5 separate regions of the Sus scrofa genome follow, and regions 1, 2, 3 and 5 are each linked to region 4. A link is a contact called in public Hi-C and HiChIP or PLAC-seq data. All regions are on one chromosome and are shown on one strand. Each heading gives the region's core, a stretch centred on a gene start, on an enhancer-like site or on the middle of the called end of the contact. The rest is flanking DNA. Distances are from core to core; before and after follow the strand shown. Region 1 holds the start of NIF3L1 (NIF3-like protein 1). Region 2 holds the start of CASP8 (caspase 8, apoptosis-related cysteine peptidase). Region 3 holds the start of CLK1 (CDC like kinase 1). Region 4 holds the start of FAM126B (a long non-coding RNA gene). Region 5 holds the start of BZW1 (basic leucine zipper and W2 domains 1).

Region 1 (2,700 bases), core at 98-2,597, 160 kb after region 4:
TCATCTCCTTCCTGCCCCCACCCCACATCCTTGTTCTTGCTCACCCCATCCTTGCTTGAACCAGCCTTCTCCATTTCTCTATTACCCTTCTTTCCAAGTCCCCTTTGACTTCCTAAATAAAGCTTTTCTTAACAAACCTTCCTTTTCTGTGTCCCCCTCCCCCATCCCACCTGCTTCTGCCCTAGTTTTTCTTATGTTACATTCCTGTTTTCTGTCTCCCACAGTACTGGCAAGCTACCAGAGAACAGGAACTATCTCTTCTGTATCTCAGTATCACCAATACAGGCCAGTGCTAAATGCTTACTGCACAGACCGGCACAGTCTCCATTCCCTTATCACAGCAGAATTAAGTTATGGTGGTAGAGACAAACATTAAAAGGTGCTTTATGGGAAAAAAGTAACAACAACATATTTTAAAAATGAAGTGTTTTGTCAGCAGCCAGAATCATGGGATGCGTACGTGGATCACTCTATGAATGGGCAGCAAATGGGCCCCAAACCATATTCAGTATATGGTTTGGAGTCATGTGGAGCCTCCACAAACCACTGGAGCCTGGGGTCTTTGAAGATCTTCTAAGGGTCCTTATACCACTTCCACTCTCCAGATTCCCTGACACTACTCCAACTCCCCAGACTTCTAAATCTGGCAAGCGCTAAAGTGAAGCTCTAGTGGGCCACCACACTGGTTTTGAGTTATCTATTGTTAGATCTGAAGCAGCCCTTGGAAATAACAAAACCACCATTTCCTATGAATCTACAAGCTGCGTAGCTCATTAACAAGAATAGGAGGCAGCAGGGCACAGTGTGAAGGGCACCTGACCCTAAAACCAGACTGACTCCCCGAGCCGCAGCTGTCTAAACAGATTACTCTATCTCTGCGGTTCCCATCTCTGAAGAATAGAATAGCGTTCAGCTCACGGTATCGTCGCAAGATTTCACCGTAAAGTTGGAGAAAATGCTTGGCCTAAAGTCAGCACTGCTTGTTAATAAGTATTATTAGCAGGACCCACTTTACAGCCTGTGAACCTCGCCCTCTTATTTCAGCCCCACTTCAAGCCTTTTCCAGAACAATTAAAAGTGCGGGGAGCACAGTGGGCAAGCCGCGAGTCAGGACCCTGGCCGCTCTAGAACCCTAGGCTCTGGTGCAGCAAACCGGTTTTCTGCGCCTATCTCCTCCCCCGCCTCCTTTCGCGGCAGCACCCCCAAAACCTCAGCCTGCAAGGGCCACAGCGCGCCGACAGGGCCTCATTGCCGCACGCAGGAATCTAACCCACCGGAGAATCACCAGTCCCAGGTTGCCAAGAGCGCTACTTCCGGTCCTGCGCAGAACTTCCTGGAGGCGTAAAAGTGGGCGGGGCGGGGGAGCTGGGCGGAAGAGGTCTTTCCTATTTTGCATCTGAGTTCAGGGGCGCCTGTAGGGATTGCCCAACATTACGCCTTTTGTCCTAGTGTGATTATTTAAGAAGTTCTCTAAGGTCAAAGGAGTTCCTGATGGGGATAAATTACATCCTCTCCCTCGTTCTGGTCGGTTGGGTTTGGGATAGGGAGGAGGAGGAAGGAGGTGAGCAGAGGAGGGGCGTTCTCCTAAGTGGGTCTCCTGCTCGACTTCCGGGTGGCGGCCTGAAGAAACTTTCTTGGAATTTACAGACTCTCCGGAGCACCTGTTATTGAATCTTTGCTGTTTTAACAACAGCTGTGGGCAGAGCCTCCTTGCCTGACCACTTGAATTTCTCACAAGCTTCCTATCTTAATCTATTTCTTGACTAAAAAAATATCTGTATTCAGTGAAGTGGTTAAGTAAGTATGGGGTAGCGTCACTTACTCTTTCATTCACTTGAACACTGGAAGAGCGCTCTATGCTTTAGTTTTTAAGCTGCTTGGAGTGAGTATTCTGGAGGGGAGGGTGTTGTTGAATTAAGCAATTAAAGCATATAATATATTAGTGCTAAGTGCTTTAGGGAAAGGAAATCTTTAAGACAGTATTAAATAGATTTATCAGGTCAATGAGACTTAACTTTTGAGCAGCGACTTGGAGGTGAGGGAAATAGCCGTACTGAGTGTAAGTGTTCCAGGCGAAGGGAAAACCCAATGCTAGGCTTAAGGCAGAAATGTATCAGACTCTTCTTGAAGAGTAAGCAGGGGAAGTAGGAGTTTAGGGGCTGGAGATGAGTAGGATTGCTTGATCGCTTCCACAACCGGATTACTTGGGAGGGATCTGTTCTCCTCGAGAATTTTTCTTTTAAATATGCAGGAAACATGAGCATGTTTGAGTTAAAAGAGGGAAATGAATTAATTCTTTTTCTTTTGGAAATAGAGGCTCGTTTTTGAACTTCTGTCAATAAACTGTAAGAAAGTAACAGTACATCCTGAAACCATCAAGAAGAAAAATGGTAAGTTTTATAGAATTCTTATGAATGTCTTTGTATATATAATTTTTAGAAATCTAGTCAAGGGAAATAAAACTGCATGGAGATTTCAATGACAAGACAAATGATAAGCTGTAGAAGTGTAGAGTATAAAATGATTCTAAACAAAACCGAAACAAAATCACTTTAAAATTCTTATGTTTTTCGGAGTTCCCATTGTGGCTCAGTGGTAACAAATCTGACTAGCCTCCATGAGGATTCAGGTTCGATCCCTGGCCTTGCTCAGTGGGTTAAGGATCCCGTGTTGCCGTCAGCTGTGGTGTAGGTTGCAGAT
Region 2 (2,700 bases), core at 191-2,690, 180 kb before region 4:
TATACGTAAATGCTTATATATGTGTTTATAACATATAACCATACAAGCATAACCATGTATTTTTCTTGTCTCATTTACTATAATCCTCTGAAGATATTGCTGTTACCCCCTCATTTTGCTATGGTGAAAAATCACTTTGGAAATAAGCTGGTGAGAAGCATCAGGCCCAGATTTGAGCATCTCACTCAAGGGCCTCAATGACAGACATCACAAAGATTTGGATTTCATTCTAATTACAGTTGGAAGCCAGTGAAGGAATTTAATGAAGAAAGACACATAATCAAAATGTTTTTGAAGATTATAAATTATTTAAAAATTGGAAAGACCACAGAAACCCCCAAAATACGAAAACTGGACTTTTTAACAAATCCACTAATGCCAAGAGAGGATTAGAACCTTACACACCAAGCCAATACATGCTGGAGCCTGGATTTAGACCTCAGCGTCTTATCCCAGAATCCTAAATCACCTTTTATGCCGCAATATAATTGCAAATAAATCTCATCAAATCACAAACAATCCTTCGGGCACCATTCCAGCAGCACCCTTGCTCCTTTGGGAAACTACCTCAAAGCTAGGGAAAAGGAACCCCAAATTTGCATTGGTCTTCTGAGACAACAATCTGTATCTCATTCAACGCTCAAGAGTACTTGAAAGCTGCTGTCAGGCCGAAACACTTAAGTGATAGTGTGGTCGCTCCCACAAGCCCAGGCTGGCTGCCCCAAACTGGGGGTTCCCCCAGAACCTGCCAGAGGTCCACCTTGCAGACAAACACTGTCCACTGCAGGCCCCAGCCAGCACTATCACACACCCCAGAAAATGTGTCCAAACCTCAAAAAACTTCTAGCCAAACCGAAGAGATGTGTGACTTCACCAATAAATGCTCAACCTCACAAGCACAAGTCTCTGATGACCAGTGTGTGGTTGCCATTATATTATTCCTGTACTATTCTGCACCCCTTCAATTTCTCAAAAAAATAAACAATTGAATTCTTAGGTGTGCACGCATGTATCTGTTGATGCATGTGTTTATATTGGTGGGTCTGTGTATCAGCAGATGGGTAACTATAGCAGGAAAGTCAGTTGAGATTTAAATTTTGGTTTCTATTTGATCATCTGCCCAGCATAATTGGCTTGAAGTATCATGAAAAAAACAAAAACAAAACAAAAAAACACCCAGGAATGACCAACCGAAGCCGGAGGGGCCTGGAGATCTGGGATCTGGGGACCCTCACCACAGCTCTCAGAGGAGCTGCTCCCTCTCCCAGGGTCCCCATCCCCACTCAAATACAAGGAACTCCCCATGGGCCCTGCGGCCACCAGCTCCCACACTCAGCGCCTAGAAAACCCTAAAATCAAAGGCTTTCCTCTCCAGAGGCCCATCCGACCTTACCGGAGGCAAATCCTGGGATCCTCACCGTGGCAGCCGCTTCACAGGCCTCTTCTCTCCTGGCCCATCTACGACAAGAATAAAAGTCGAATAAAGAACCAACAGCACAGCTCACTAACTTCCTGTTTTCGAAACTCCTGAGTCACTTAGGCTGAATGAGGTAGGCCAGCCTCCAGGCAGCACCTCCGTCTAGAGCTCCAGGAGAGAGCCCAAGAACAGGAGGCAGGGCTGGGCGGGGACCCTGGCCACTTGACCTTTGGCTCTGGCTGTGTGGCTTTGGGCAGGTCATTTTCCCTTGGACCCTCGTTTACCACTCTCTTCTTTCAAGGGTTTACAGATTTTGCTGCATTTGTGATGAAGACATCAATGTTTTCAATTCATGGAGCCTTCCTGCGTGGCCAGGAGGTCTAGAAATGGAGGCCCCTCACCACAGCTCTCAGAGGCTCTGCTGACCTTCAACAGAAACGCTCATGGTTTCCCCACTGGCCCTCAAATACAACGATCACCTCGTGACCCGGAGGCCACCAGGTCCCACTTTCAGCTGCCTAGAAAATTCTAGAAGCACAGTCCTTCCTTGCAAAGTTCCCAGCAGAACTTACCAAGGAGGCAAATCCTGGGGTCCTCACCACGGCCTGGGGCCTGGAGATACAACAGAGAACAAAATACACATTAACCCTGCCTTTTTGCTGTCAGTCAGTTGAAATGTTTTCTGATGATAAAAACAGAGGGGGATAAAATCAAATAACTCTCTTCTTCAGAACTGCTTTTTTTTTTTTTTCTCCCCAAGTGGAATATAAATTTTCAGAGGGCAGAGACCCATCTCACGGATGCCTGAGGATTAATGAGGTGTCTGAAAGAGCCCGGCCACCTGCCCAGGGCCGAGGAGAAGTGTGGTGGCCCTTTGCTACCCCTGACTCCACTCTGAGAATTATGAGGGAAAACACACCAACAGAATGAAGCCCTTTTCACGGCTAACTCTTAGGCCAGGAGGGTCTTCCTGACTCTCCCTCGAGACTCTCCAGAGCATCCAGCCAGTTGGTGTCCCGCTGTTTTGTGACTAGTTCCTGTCCTCAGCTGTGAGCATCACAAAAGCAGAGACTGAAACTTTTGTGTCCATGTTCCCAGGACACAAGAGTAGCAACATCTAGAATGTTACAAGGTTTCCTGCAAATCAACAAGGGAAAAAGAAAAACCCTATAGAAGGACAGTGGATAGAAACACAGGGTTCCCTGACCGGGTACTCAGATGGCCAAAGTGGATGAATGATGCTCAGACTCATGAAGAAGCTGAAAAATGCAAAATAAAGCAAC
Region 3 (2,700 bases), core at 184-2,683, 190 kb after region 4:
ACCCTCTGCCAAGATGTGTGGTTGATTCCAAGTACCCACCTTCTTTAAAATCATAATACTGGAGTTTCCGTCGTGGCGCAGTGGTTAACAAATCCGACTAGGAACCATGAGGTTGCGGTTCGGTCCCTGCCCTTGCTCAGTGGGTTAACGGTCCAGCGTTGCCGTGAGCTGTGGTGTAGGTTGCAGACGCGGCTCGGATCCCGCGTTGCTGTGGCTCTGGCGTAGGCCGGTGGCTACAGCTCCGATTCGACCCCTAGCCTGGGAACCTCCATATGCCGCGGGAGCGGCCCAAGAAATAGCAACAACAACAACAACAAAAAAGACAAAAGACAAAAAAAAAAAAAAAATCATAATACTGACCTCTTCCCTACCTCTTCAGAGCAGTTCCTCAGAGCTTCCTTTTTTTTTTTTTTTTTTAATGTTTATGGCCAGGGTCGGCAATTACTTTGTTCTATCAAGTTGCAGCTTTATTTTTGTTATTCAGAGGTTGTTTCCAGATAATTCTGTCCTCTTTTGGAAGACATGTAGAAGTTTCATGGCCAAGCTGCTGCAGTGTCAGCCTGGATCCTAAACCCACTACACCACAAGGGAACTCCTCATTTGATTCTAGTTCCCATTTTCCGGCCATTTTTTTTTTTTAACCCACTATCAAAGATGTGCCTCAGGTATATATGATAAAGAAATGGAAGGAGTATAAGCCTTTCAATGGCGAGAAAAGAGTATGTCACAGCAGTGACATCAGATCCTTAAGCTGCTGAGCCACCAGGGAACTCCAAGAGAAGTCCAAATTTGTCTTCTCTTAATGATCTTTCAGTCCCCCCACCCCAACTCTTTAGTTTACTTGGCCTTTACACGCAGAGGCCTTGCTCCATGCGGAAGTGTTGCTATATTGTGAGGAGTCCCTCTCACATTTCTTCGCCTTTGAAAATCTCGGGAAAATCCTTCCAATCCAATTTCTGTCCGTGAGTCCCAGCCACTAAAATTTTAAATTGGTTTCAGAACCTTAGCAAAAGTCCAAATCCAGGCACGTCCTAATTTGGAACTATCTGATGAAGGTGGTGTAAATTTTTTAAAGCATTATTTTAGACGTTGTAACGCTATTTCGCACTCTGCTTCCTTCAGCTTCTCATTTCTAGCGTTCACAAATACAATTTTTAGTTGAGCATGGACGAGGCGCTCCTCCCCAACGCTTAAAACGTCTCCTCAGCCCAAACACAGAACAGAGACAACATGGCCGCGGTCACAGCTCCCTCTGCTCAACCTGGTTGCGGAGCTTCGAACCCGGCGCCTGCGCACACGTCCCCCGCCCCCCTCCCTGGGCGCCAGCTCAGCCCCACCCTTTGTGCAAGCCCCGCCCCACCCGGAGGCGGAGTGACGTTTGCAGCGTCATCTTGTTTTCCCGGAGAGCCCAGACGCTTCGGCAATCGGCTCCATTTTGTTGTTGGACCTTGTCGCAGCCAGCTGGGTGTTTTCCGTTGTCGCGTTGCAAGCATTGTCTCCTGAGGCTTGGACTTTTTGGCCTGGACGGTAAGATGCAGAAGGAAGCGGGCTGGGTGTCAGGGCCCCTTTTCTGTTTCCCGAGAGCGTCTGTGACGTTCCCCTTCAAGCTTGTTGGCCGTCTGCAGTCCTGCAGGGTGACCCCTTTTCCCCTCGCACCGCCCCCCACCGCGCTTCGGCTGCACAAAGGTGGACAGCTCGTCTTCTATGCTTTTCCGAGTCCGCCGCTGCGGATTTCTATTTGAACCGTGACGCTCCAGACCCTGGCGGAGGGTAGTGACAGTGTTTGTTAGGCGGAGAGAGCTCGAACGTGTGCCTTCCCTAGAGGGAGCAGGGATCCCGATCCCCGGCGCTCCGAGCGCCATGTCGGTGGCGCAGGCGTCGGCCGAGCTCTAAGATGGCGGCGGGGCGGAGGCGGCGAAGCTGCGGGCGGAGGGTGGCCGCCAGAACGGCGTTCTGGAATGTGCGTGAGACGCGCTCCTCTGAGGACCTTCGTTCGTAACAGAGGGAAAGAAGGAACACAGGGACCGGGTGTAAGACGGTCTCACTGTCCGCTCGAGTCTTAAAGTAATTCGAGGGGAAATGGCGAGTGTCTTTGCCGTCAGTGGCGTAAACAGAAAGCAGGTTTAGGAACTCGACGGAAGAGAAATGATGTGGCATATTTGGAGGAGCTTGTGAGAGAAGCCAGGCGGTCGGGCACAGGCTTGGGAGTTTCTCCCCCAGCCCACCCCCTTGGGAACAATTGGATCCCCTTAAGTTGTGTTTAGAGACGAGGTGGTGCCCGGGCGGTTAGTACTGCTGTGAACGGTAGTTGATGAAAAGTTTATCTCTAATGTCTTTTTCAAGTTGTTAGGGATTTTTGGTTCTGACATTTCTTTAGGGAAAATGGTTTACACCGATGGTTGTGTAAGTTGCTCGTAGGCTAAGCTAGGTGTTTCTCTCCTTTTGGAAGGGATTAGCAACGAAATTCTGCTGTGTAGCACTGGGAACTATGTCTAGTCACTTATGATGGAGCATGATAATGTGAGGAAAAAGAATGTATACGTGTATGTGTAACTGGGTCACCATGCTGTACAGTAGAAAAAAAATTGTATTGGGGAAATAATAAAAAAAAGTGATGCACATCTGAATGGGCGAGTTATATATAAAGTAAATGCGTGCTTCTGGCAGGAAAGGATTTTTCCCAAAGTTGATCAATTGGAA
Region 4 (2,700 bases), core at 194-2,693:
CCCCTCACTTTAAAAACTGCGAATACGGGGAGTTCCCGTAGTGGCGCAGTGGTTAACGAATCCGACTAGGAACCATGAGGTTGCGGGTTCGGTCCCTGCCCTTGCTCAGTGGGTTAACGATCTGGCGTTGCCGTGAGCTGTGGTGTAGGTTGCAGATGCGGCTCGGATCCTGCGTTGCTGTGGCTCTGGCGTAGGCCGGAGGCTACAGCTCCGATTCGACCCCTAGCCTGGGAACCTCCATATGCCGCGGGAGCGGCCCTAGAAATGGCAAAAAGACAGAAAAAGCAAACAAATAAACAAAAAAAACCAAAACTGCGAATACGGTAGTAACATTAGAACACAAAAGACAAATTATCTATTTTCACATGTGATGTCTCTTCCAGCCCCTTTATCTGCATATATGCAATTTAAAAATAGTAATCACTGTAGTTCCCGTCTTGGCTCAGTGGAAACAATCCGACTAGGAACCATGAGGTCGCAGGCTCAATCCCTGGCCTCGCTCAGCAGGGTTAAGGATCTCGTGTTGCCATGAGCTGTGGTGTACGTCGCAGACGAGGCTCGGATCTGGCATTGCGGTGGCTCTGGCCTAGGCTGGCAGCAACAGCTCCGATTAGACCCCTAGCCTGGGAACCTCCATATGCCACGGGTGCGGCCCTCAAAAGACTAAATAAATAAATAAATAAAAACAGTAATCACTGCAAAAATTGATGTGGTTTTGTACCCTTTTTTTTCACTTTAACATTATGTCATAAACATTCATACCAGAAAAATCTTAAATCAAACCTATACTATGCATGACGGTAAGGCAGGTATTACAGTTATTCCTATTTTACAAATATTCAATTTGAGAGCTGGTAAACCAAAAAACATGGGGCAAGGGGGTGCTGCAAGTGGCAGAAGTGGAAAAATAGCATCTGTACCTAGCAACCACAAGGATTCTCACTACATCCTTCTACAATCACCTCTCACAACTCAAAGACTTCATAGTTCTCCGCTGCTAGTTCTTCGATCTCCTTCAATTTTGAGTTACATATTCTCATCATCTTTCCTCATTTAGTCTCTCCTTTTTGACAGTTCCCAGGATAGAGTCTCATTCTTATTCTCGATCAACAGATCTCCCACCAAATCCCCAATTTACCTGACAGCAATCTGACCTCTCAGGACACTCAACATTCAACCCTCCAGCCGGAGGCAACCGGAAACGGAAGTTGTCACCTTGAGTACCTCACGGCAGGAAAGCAGAGGAGAATTTTAATACCCTGGTCCTGGGGGCACAGATTCCTGGTCCAGGTGGAGATGACATGAAGATGGCTGGAAGTGGGAAATTTCCCCGCATATCTGTGCATCTGGAGTCTGACTGATGTAAGAGAAACAGTGAAGGACCCAAGGGCGGGGAAGAGCAACGAGTCTTTGTTGGGAGACCGGAATCTTTAGACGCTGCACAAAGGGAGGGCCGCGGCCATTTTTCTCCAATCAACGGAGCTGTTGTTGGAGCGTGGACCCACCCAATGGGAGGGCCGGTTGTTGCGCTGCAGTTGGCAGGCTGCTGCGGGAGGCGGTGGCGGTAAGAAGCCGGAGGCAGCGGGGTGACAGGTAGGCGGCGGCGCTGTCTTTAGGGGACACGGAGTACCAGAAAAGAGGGATTTTCTTTTTCTCTGGCTGCAGGGAGTATAGAGAGGATCTAACGTGGGTGGTTCGGAAAGGGCGGTAGCTGGAGTGTTTGTGGTTCCGGAACCTTTCAGAGACCAGGTAGCAGCTTGGGAGGGTCGTGAGGAAGAGAAAGCAGCCGAGGCGGGTGGAGGCTGAGCCCAGTGGCGACGTGGGGGCCTCGGGCGTGGGGGGCTGCGGAGGCGCCGGCGGAGACCGGAAAGAGGCGGGAGCAAGACGGTTTAATGAGGGCTGGAGGACTCCTTGCATGAAGCTCCAAGAGAGAAGAGGACGCGGCATTGCAGGCACCTGAGAGAAATCCTAGGGCTTGCTTCGTAGGGCCATTTCTCCGGGTGGGGACGGAGGGAGCGGAGAAGAAATATTTACTGGCGGTCAGATCCTTGAAACTCTTCATAGCTGTGCATTATGTAATCCATGGCTGTTATTTACCCAAACAAGTAGGTTGCCCTCCTGGAAGAAGAGATCTTGCAACCTATTGATATGTCAGAATAGTTTTTTTCACTGCTTTGACTGTTTTCTACCCTGGCAGGCTCTGTGGGCGAGGAAGCATGAAGGATAGAGTAGTCACGAAGAGCTCATCCCAAATATGGACTTGGGCTGAGAGATAATGTTTGTTTGAGATGAGCGTGGCCAGGTTCACGTTTTATAGTTCGTGAATTTGTTTTGAGGGTCAAGGCTAATTTAAAAAAAATTTTTTTTTAATCTTCAGGAAAGTGGAGAGCCTCAAGAACTTATATATACTACGAGGTAAGTGCAAGTTGGAAAATGACTAGATAATTAGTTGGTAGATTTTTTTTTTTTTACCCCCTAAATATTATGAAAGTTAGAGACTGTGAAAATAAGGTGGTGGTCTGAATTCGTTTGGTTTTTTGTTTCTGTTTTTTTTTTTTTTTTTTTTTTTTTTTTTTTTTTTTTGCCGGGGGAATCACCTTTTTAAGTAATTTGCTCTGTAAGTTGAGAAGCTATTTATGAATTATTTATTTCTTGGGTTTAAAAAGTATGTTCTTTGTATCTCTCCAGTAGAGGTAAAAT
Region 5 (2,700 bases), core at 65-2,564, 220 kb after region 4:
AAGACACCCTGGTGGGGGGAAAATAAAGCCTTAAAAATAACATGCATTTTAAAAACAAAGCATCAAACCTTGGTCTAGGGACTTATAAACCACACAGATCATAAACTTTCAGACAAGCAATAGACCTGGGCAGGCACAAAGAACTGCCTTTGCCTGAACTAAATATAAGTTTTAAATCCGCATTTCTTTCTACAAAAAAAAAAAAAAAAAACAAAAACCGTTTTAAAGACGGAATGTGAAGGATACTTTTAAATGACTTTACAGTGCCACAGTGACTGGTGGCAAATCACCCATCATAAACATAGTTTAGGCTCTTCCTCGTTCCTCTTTAAACTCGCCTACATCTTCCATTACTTCTAAGTACTAAAGAGGGCTAAACAGAGATGACCACCAGAGTCAGGAGGTATCCAAAACATGTACATCAATTTAAAGACACAGTCAGAAGGCGAATCCCTTCATCTGAGGAGCAGCACTACCCTCCCCTCAAGTCGTGCCCGTAACCGCAGAGGCCGCTTGCACCACTCCTGCCTTCAAAAGAACCTGAAAGCAGGCCAGCCTCCTTCGCCCAATACTCTCCTATCCAAGCCTCCTCCCGCGGCACGTGTTTCCCCATCCAACTCTTCCTGTGCCTCCCGGCCGAGCCACAGACAACCTGCCCCCGCCCAGGACCCCTCAGCCCCAGGCAGGGCGCCGTAGGGGCTGCTCCTCGTCTGCAGCCCCTTCTCTACTGACCCCGTCGACGGCGGAGGCGGCCGCCGCAACGAGCGGATCACAGGAGCCGAGGCGCTTCGCGCCGGGGGCCCCGCCGCTCCGTACATCCGCCCGCCCTCCAGCGAAAGCAGCGGCGGTGGGGGCGGCCGCAGTGGTGGTGGCGGCTCCTCCGCCCCGCCCGCCGGAAGCCCCCCACGCGTACATCACCCAACAGAGGCCGCGGTGGCTTTGTTACCCAGGCCGGGCAGGGCCGGAGGGGGGGTCTGCCTCGCCCACCGCCTCTGCCTCCGCGGGGCACACACAGGACCCTCGTTCCGGTCCGGGCAGCCGTCCCTCGGCCTCCCCGCTGAGGCGGCGGCCCCGATCCCCGAATCCAGGCCCTGGATCCCGTCCGGCCTCATGCGGCGGCCTCCGCCCGGGCCCATCCAAGCTGGGCCGCACAGGGCCTGCCGCCTCCTTCACCCTCTGCTCAGCGACGAGGAGCCACAACGTCGGCCCAAGATGAGCGAGGTCTGCGCCTCACCGAATTTAAGGCGAAGAGAAAAGAGCCAGAAATCCCGGAGGTGGCGGCAACTGCGGCGGTGTCTCCTCTGCGACCGGAACTAACGCGAGGAGGTGGCGGAGGGAAGAGGTGCCACCCCCGCCCCGGTCTGTGTCCTATCGCGAGATTTCCTCCTCTGGGGCTCTCCCCCGCCCCTCCCTGATCGCGGCTTTGGGGCATGGGATGAGAAAGGAGGTGAAGGAAGCCGAGAGGATTTTGAAGGCTTCTTTATTCCCTCACTGGGTTCTAGGTTTCCAGGACGTTTATCCTAGATTAGACCATCTTTCTATCACCGCCGCATCATCGGGTCTCTTAGTTGGCACTCGGAGGGATTAGGAAAACGAATATTCCCTACCACCCCCGCCGGTGCCGAGGAAGTTGGACACGTCCGCTCTGAGTCCCTTCTCCACCGACCTCCTTCTCTAGCGCCGGAAGTCGGAGCCCAAGGGCTGGGGGCGCCTGAGTCCTTCGTGGGCAAAGGCTGAGTTTGGTAAAGTGTCTACACCTGGCTTCCACTCCAGCCCGCGTTGGCAGAACTTGCTCAGGTTAAGTCCGGAGCGAGGCAACATTGCTTTGCAGTGCTGGCTGGGTGGGGTCGTGCACTGCCTCTCTTAAGAGGGAGGAAAATGCAGATTGGTGTCGGAAGGAAACTCGGTCCTCCGAATGTGACCGCCATCCTTGTCTGTGGTCTCTGTAGTTCCCTCTTGAGTATGTTGGTTGTGGGGACTCGGAGATCATCGGAATCCCCTGGAGGACTTGTTAAAACACACTGCTGAGCTTCACCCGAAGTATGTAGATCTGGTGTGGGAATGTGCATTTCCAGCCAATTCCTTGTGATGCTTGATGCTGCTGGTCTAGGTACCACATATGAGAACCACTAAATTAATAAAACGTTTCACTAATAAAAATAATTGCTACTTTAGCAGGTATGTGTCATGCATTCTTCTAAGCATTTTCTGTATTCACCTCATTTAATCCTCAAAACTACCTTATGATCTAGAAATTATTATTAGCCCCATTTAATTTATAGCTTTTCTTTCTCTCTCTCTCTCTTTTTTTTGGCCACACCTGCAGCATGTGGAAGTTTCCAGACCAGGGATCCAAACCACGACACAGCAGTGACTGGGGCCACAGCATTGACAATGCCAGATCTTAACCCACTGTGCCACAAGAGAACTCCAGTTCCATTTTATAGATAGGAAAATTGAAGTATAGAGAGGCCAAGTAACTTGCTCAAGTTCATACAGTTAGCGAATGAAGAGCTTGTTTTGAACTCAAGCAGTCTGGCTCCACTGCTATAATATGCTGCCTTGCCACCAAGATCTTTCTTATTTATCCATTCAATGAATCTTAATTGAACTAGAGACCTCTAACTGCGACTTTTGCAGTAACTTTCTAACTGTTCTGTCCCTTTCTCCACACTTCCAGAATAATCTTCCCAAGTGCAG

Evidence for each region. Hi-C and Micro-C count contacts between places; a contact is called where the count stands out from the background. HiChIP or PLAC-seq counts read pairs in DNA pulled down with a chosen protein or histone mark.
Region 1: an H3K27ac HiChIP or PLAC-seq map of alveolar macrophages shows a contact between it and region 4. The contact joins the promoter of NIF3L1 here to the promoter of FAM126B in region 4. A contact is called at or near these places in 2 of 47 Hi-C or Micro-C datasets (fetal heart ventricle and skeletal muscle) and 2 of 2 datasets of contacts at active chromatin or transcription factors (alveolar macrophages and skeletal muscle).
Region 2: an H3K27ac HiChIP or PLAC-seq map of alveolar macrophages shows a contact between it and region 4. The contact joins the promoter of CASP8 here to the promoter of FAM126B in region 4. A contact is called at or near these places in 1 of 5 promoter capture datasets (liver), 1 of 47 Hi-C or Micro-C datasets (skeletal muscle) and 2 of 2 datasets of contacts at active chromatin or transcription factors (alveolar macrophages and skeletal muscle).
Region 3: an H3K27ac HiChIP or PLAC-seq map of alveolar macrophages shows a contact between it and region 4. The contact joins the promoter of CLK1 here to the promoter of FAM126B in region 4. A contact is called at or near these places in 2 of 2 datasets of contacts at active chromatin or transcription factors (alveolar macrophages and skeletal muscle).
Region 5: a contact with region 4 is called in a Hi-C map of skeletal muscle, with 4 times the contacts expected there. The contact joins the promoter of BZW1 here to the promoter of FAM126B in region 4. A contact is called at or near these places in 1 of 47 Hi-C or Micro-C datasets (skeletal muscle) and 1 of 2 datasets of contacts at active chromatin or transcription factors (alveolar macrophages).

What each region holds. Positions count from the first base shown.
Region 1 is chr15:104,582,383-104,585,082 of Sscrofa11.1, reverse strand. It overlaps NIF3L1 (NIF3-like protein 1), which reads right to left and starts at 1,347. Exons shown (of 7, transcript XM_003133583.6): 1 at 1,275-1,347. It overlaps PPIL3 (peptidyl-prolyl cis-trans isomerase-like 3), which reads left to right and starts at 1,331. Exons shown (of 6, transcript XM_013984381.2): 1 at 1,331-2,390. The coding sequence starts at 2,388.
Region 2 is chr15:104,925,097-104,927,796 of Sscrofa11.1, reverse strand. CASP8 (caspase 8, apoptosis-related cysteine peptidase) reads right to left here and starts at 1,440. Exons shown (of 9, transcript NM_001031779.2): 1 at 1,394-1,440.
Region 3 is chr15:104,560,875-104,563,574 of Sscrofa11.1, reverse strand. CLK1 (CDC like kinase 1) reads left to right here and starts at 1,433. Exons shown (of 13, transcript NM_001123099.1): 1 at 1,433-1,527.
Region 4 is chr15:104,746,431-104,749,130 of Sscrofa11.1, reverse strand. FAM126B (a long non-coding RNA gene) reads left to right here and starts at 1,443. Exons shown (of 12, transcript XR_002339352.1): 1 at 1,443-1,593; 2 at 2,378-2,415. It overlaps NDUFB3 (NADH dehydrogenase [ubiquinone] 1 beta subcomplex subunit 3), which reads right to left and starts at 1,296. Exons shown (of 4, transcript XM_021075852.1): 1 at 1,139-1,296.
Region 5 is chr15:104,524,550-104,527,249 of Sscrofa11.1, reverse strand. BZW1 (basic leucine zipper and W2 domains 1) reads right to left here and starts at 1,314. Exons shown (of 12, transcript NM_001244493.1): 1 at 1,235-1,314; 2 at 1-8.